2 separate regions of the Hordeum vulgare genome follow, and region 1 is linked to region 2. The links are chromatin contacts, called in public Hi-C maps. All regions are on one chromosome and are shown on one strand. Each heading gives the region's core, a stretch centred on a gene start, on an enhancer-like site or on the middle of the called end of the contact. The rest is flanking DNA. Distances are from core to core; before and after follow the strand shown. Region 1 holds the start of LOC123407660 (replication termination factor 2). Region 2 has its middle 21 kb from the start of LOC123410349.

Region 1 (2,700 bases), core at 103-2,602, 120 kb before region 2:
AGTCCGAAAGTGGACTTGCTGAAGGCGAGGGGAGCTCCTATACAGCGCTGCACGCGTCCGTTAACAATCCAGCGCGTGCAATGTCGCTCGCATGGACCAGCCCACTAGCATGCTGTTCAGTTTTTCGATCTGTTTTTTTTCCGTTGATCCAGTAGGAAAAAATGCACAAATTTTCTATTTTTTACCAAAATAAAAATATGAAATCAAAAAAGGTTTACAGATTTAAAGAAAGGTCCATTCATTTCAAAAAACTTCATTTCTTTAAAAAAGGTTCATCAATTCTGAAAAAAATTAATCAGTTTTTTAAAAAAGTTCATCAAATTTGGGAAAAGTCATTAATTTTTTAGAAACTTCATCAAATTTGAAAAAAATCATAGAAATTCAAAAAATTTCATGTATTTTTAGAAAAAGTTCATTGAACTGAAAAAAAGTTCATAAATCTTTAAAAAGTCCATCAATTTTGATAAAAAATCATCCATTTTCAAAAAGATGTTCATCAAATTTCAAAAAAGTTCATTGATATTCATAAAAGTTCATAGAATTTTAATATTTTAGAAAAGGTTCATCGATTTTCAGAGAAAAGTTCATCAATCTTAAAAATATCCGTTGATCTTTTTAATGACATTAAAAAAAGTTCACAGAATTAGAAAATAAACCGTCAACCGATGACTAAATGGGTCGACCCTTTTACAAACGTCACAGGCGTCAGTTAACAAAAATGCATCTTAACTAACGGATGTGGCGTCAAATAGAAAATGCCGAAGGCGAGACATAGAGACGCACGCCCACACACGGGAGAGAGACAGGATCCTCGCTATAGCAGGTTGCTAGCTAATTGAAAGCTCCTATTTGCCGCTTTTGCAGCAAACAGATGCGCCATTGCACATGGTGCGTTCAACTAGGCCGGCCCATTATGATACACCGCGAGCCCATGTGAAAAATCACAAAAAAATAAACCGTCAACCGATGCTTAAATGGGTCAGCCCATTTACAAATGTCACAGGCGTCGGTTAACAAAAATACACGTGAACTAACGCGTGTGGCGTCAAATAGGAAATGCCGAAGGCGAGACATAGAGACGCACGCCCGCGCACGGGAGAGAGAGGATCCTCGCTATAGCAGGTAGCTTGCTAATTGGCTGGCCCAACCCAGATTCAGCTTGATCGGGCCAGCATTTGTTTTTTGAGGGGATCGGGCCAGTAAACGCAGTGAGCATCAACTGAGCCCGCCCGAGTCGAGCTCAGTCCAAAACTCCCAACCCAAGGCCCCAGGCAAACCGAGCACACTCCGCGTGCCGAACCTCCTCACCGTCGGTACTCGGTACAGACTAGAGACGTCAGAGTTGACGTCTCTCGATGTCCCTCCGCGTCCAGCTTTCCCATAGGAGTAGGAGCCACCCGCACGGAACCAATCCCGATTCCCCATTGTCTCCGTTAGCCACCTCCGCTCCCGAATCCGGCGCATCGAAACCCTAGCTCTAGCCCTAGCCTCGCACCAGCCATGGCGCCCGCCGCCGGCGCGACCCGGGCCGTGGTCCTCCGCCTCGACGACCTGTCCCTTCCGTCGCGGTACCTCACCGTCGCGTCCCACCTCCCCGTCTCCGACCTCCTCAGCTTCCTCCCCCTCCCCACTTCCTCCTTCTACCTCACCACCGACGGCCGCCCGCTCGCGCCCTCCGCGCCCGTCGCCTCCCTCGCGGCGTCCGGCTCGCTCCAGCTCCGCCTCCGCGCGCTCCGCGGCGGGGGCGGCGATGGCGGGTCCACCTGCGCCGAGTCCCGCGACTGCTACCTCTCCATGTACCTCGCGAAGAAGCCCGACAAGGCCGACCCCAACGAGGCCCGCCTCTCCCGCTTCACCTGCTGCGCGCTCTCGGGGGAGCCCCTTGCCCCGCCCGCCGTCGTGGATCGGCTGGGCAACCTGTTCAACAAGGAGGCCCTCGTCGAGGCGCTCATCCACAAGCGCCTGCCCAAGGCGCTCTCGCACATCCGCGGGCTCAAGGACATGATCCCCATCCACCTGCACCCCAAGCCCAACGCGGCGGACCAGGAGGTCCGTTTCCAGTGCCCGGTCACCGGGTTTGAGTTCAACGGCAAGTCCCAGTTCCTTGCCCTCCGTGGATGCGGCCACGTGCTGAGCGTGAAGGCTCTCAAGGAGGTGAAGTCGTCCTCGTGTTTGGTCTGCCATAAGGAGTTCGTTGAGGTGGACAAGATGCCCATCAATGGGACCGAGGAGGAGGTGGAAGTGCTGAGGCAGAGGATGGAGGAGGAGAGAGGGAAGCTGAAGGAGAAGAAGGATAAGAAGCTGTCGAATGGGCTCAGTGGGAGTAAGCATGCTGCTGCTGCTTCTGCGGTTGCAGACGCTGAGAAGTTGGAGAATGGGAAGAAAGGGGAGGCTGCCCCAGCAAAGCGGTTTAAGGCTGCAGATCATGCACCGGCTCATGCAAACAAGAAAGTGTATGCATCAATTTTCACTTCCTCCAACAAGTCTGATTTCAGGGAAACATACTCATGCCGGTCACTCCCCCTGGGAAGGAATTAAATCGATGTTGGGGAGATTCCAATGGCATGGAGGTGAACCTCCTGTACTGATTCAGCGATTAGCTTCATACCATGGCTTGCCCATAAGTTCCAGTATTCTTGTTTTAGTTGTTGGTGTTATCTATGCTTGTTCACTCACAGAGAAGCTATATGTTTTTATAAA
Region 2 (2,700 bases), core at 61-2,560:
CAAATAACTGACTTAATATTTATCTAAACAGCCCCTGATTTTTATTTACTTGCTTTTATTTTCTTGCAAAACTATCTATTACACCTACTAAGTGCATCTAGTTTCCTTTCTGCAAAATACTTTCATACTTGTTCTAGGTAAAGTAAGCGTTAGAGTGCGTAGAGTTGTATCGGTGGTCGATAGTCCTATTGTTCTACCTGTAACTCCTCGTTGGGTTCGACACTCTTACTTATTAAAAAAAGGCTACAAACTATCTCCTACAGTAGTGGGTTATCAAGACCTTTTCCGACGCCGATGCCGGGGAGCAATCGTGTAGCGGTTGATATTCTTGTATGTGCTTGTTTTCTTGATCACTATGTAATTTTTATGTTATGTTGTAAGTTGTTTTCTATCTTTAGTTATGGGTAGGAAATGCAAAATATCAAAAAATAGATATACTTACTAACCGAGTGGTTGGGGAACTACCCAAAATGTTTCCCAGTATAGAAGCTTATTACTTGGATCATCTTCGATCCCTTTGTGCTCGTGCTGAAAACCCAACTAGCTTAGTTGAGGAAAAATCATTAAATGAGCATCCTTATTATGTGCGGCACCTCTTATCTTAAAAGGGAAACTCTTGTGGCATCAAATAAATACTTTGTGTTACTATGTTTGAAATTTATGCGAAATACATGATTTTACTTGTTGTTCTGAAGAAACTAAAAAATACCTTCCCTACCAATGTGTGTTTAATGATAATGAAATATTATCTTCTCATGCCAAGGAGGTCTATTGTTATTACGATGTTGAACAAATTAAAAGAAATATTGTTTTTAAGGGTGTTATGAAATTACTACTTTATTCTCCGTTTAAAAATTCTGTTTTCAAGATTCAAAAAATTATTCGTTCTTTACAAAATTGTTCACACTTCCAATTTTGTTCATGATTTTTAAAAAAATTCTCGGTTTTTAAATTTATTCTCAAGATTTTAAAAATGTTCATCCTTTGAAAATTTGTTTGCGCTTTTAAATTTGTTCTCCATTTTCTAAAATCATGTTTTCAAAAAATGATGAAAAATCAACATTTGTTCGCTTTCATAAAAAATGAAAAAAATGAAAAAGGTAGAAAGAACGAATCAAAAATTTAAAAAAGAAAGGAAATAACAAGAAATGGATGAAAAGAAACAGAAAAGAAGAAGAAAAATAGTTATCAGATTTTTGTGAGAGCAAAAAAACTAAGCCGGCTTAGTCGGACGACCCCCCCTGCGCGTACGAGAACTCCCTCGCATAAAGAGCGATAGATAGGAGCTTAGGTAGGAGCTCCCGTAGAATCTACTAGCGAGCAAACCTGCCTATTGCTGGAGTGATCGAGCGAGCGTTCATTCTTAATAGGCCTGCCAACTGAGCGAGCCAACTAGTCCTTCCGTTTTTAAATATTCTTTTTTCTAAATTCCACCACGTAATATATATATATATATATATATATATATATATATATATATATATATATATATAGAATCGCGTTATTCGTCACCCAGGATGCAGACTAGTTTATTCTTCACGCAGGATGCATAATAAACTTTATTCATGTGAATATAATACCCAGTAAATATGTTTTGGTGACGAATAAACTCTATTCACCCAGGATGCATAATAAACTCTATAAATATGCAGACTAGTTTATTTTCATTGAGTATAACACCAAAACATATTTATTAAAATGTATGATATTTATGTGTATATGTTTATTGGGTATAACACCGACACATACATATTTTCGTTTAATATAATACCCAGTAACACGTATCACGGTCTATGTGGAAATGTCAGATACATGTACACATATATGAACTAATGTATAAATGTTCAGACTATTTTTGTTTTGGAAAGCAAACACCATTTAATATATTTGTACATGCAAACAAAATATGGAAAGACATTATTTTTGTCGATTGGATGACATGCACTAATAAATATGACTTGCCATAAGTGACCTAGGTGCCCAGACACCTAGGTGCCCCAAACATTTTACATATATATATATATATAGATTCATTCATTTTTCGTTGTATGTAGTCTCTAGTAAAATCGTTAAAGGACTTATATTTAGAAACGCGACATATAAGTCACCCTATAGGAAGTCGCAATGAAGTGTCAAACTTACCAATCGTGGGTGTGGGAAAGGCGGTAAGCCGAGTGCGTGTGGGCAAAAACGGATAGGCGAACGAACAGGCGTGGATGCGGGAGGTCGGAAGCGGGCGGGATGTTCTGTATCACGCACGCGTAATGAAGAGATCGATTGTTATGAGAGGGCGTGGAAAACAAAGGGAAAGTTGTGGCCTTGTGGGGGAGTGCGGCCTGGTCTGCTTAAGGGTTGGAAAAATATCCCTAATGCACCATTTGTGGTACCACGGCCATGTCTCGCCTATTGCGAGATGGGCGAATCTTATTTAGCGCTACAGCGCATACCCCTCAGTCGTAATTTGGACTCGCCCAGATGCTTTTATTCTCTTATTCTGTTAATAATTGGAAAAAAGGAGGCCAAGAACGGATTCGAACCAGAGACGTAGCACATAAGTTAGAAACGCAGCAACCACTTGGGACAACCCACAATGCGCGATAACTTATTCATTTTATCCTCTCTATTCTTTCTTCAGATCGTGACCGGTTTCTCATTTTTTCTTTTTTTTTCAACACGGCTTGCTTGCTTTTTTATTTTTCT

What was found. A called contact is a pair of places that touch in the nucleus more often than the background predicts.
Region 1: a contact with region 2 is called in a Hi-C map of leaf, with 2.6 times the contacts expected there. The contact joins the promoter of LOC123407660 here to the enhancer-like site in region 2. A contact is called at or near these places in 3 of 6 Hi-C or Micro-C datasets (leaf and seedling).

Annotation. Positions count from the first base shown.
Region 1 is chr7H:58,689,344-58,692,043 of MorexV3_pseudomolecules_assembly, reverse strand. LOC123407660 (replication termination factor 2) reads left to right here and starts at 1,352. Exons shown (of 1, transcript XM_045100845.1): 1 at 1,352-2,700. The coding sequence starts at 1,501. The coding sequence ends at 2,538.
Region 2 is chr7H:58,570,366-58,573,065 of MorexV3_pseudomolecules_assembly, reverse strand. No RefSeq gene overlaps it. Among protein-coding and RNA genes, the nearest start is that of LOC123410349, 21 kb to the left of the region's middle. Within about 2 kb of position 1,310, at least 1 of the 3 cell types and tissues checked has open chromatin away from gene starts, as enhancers often do. A contact at or near this core is called in leaf, where this site is marked.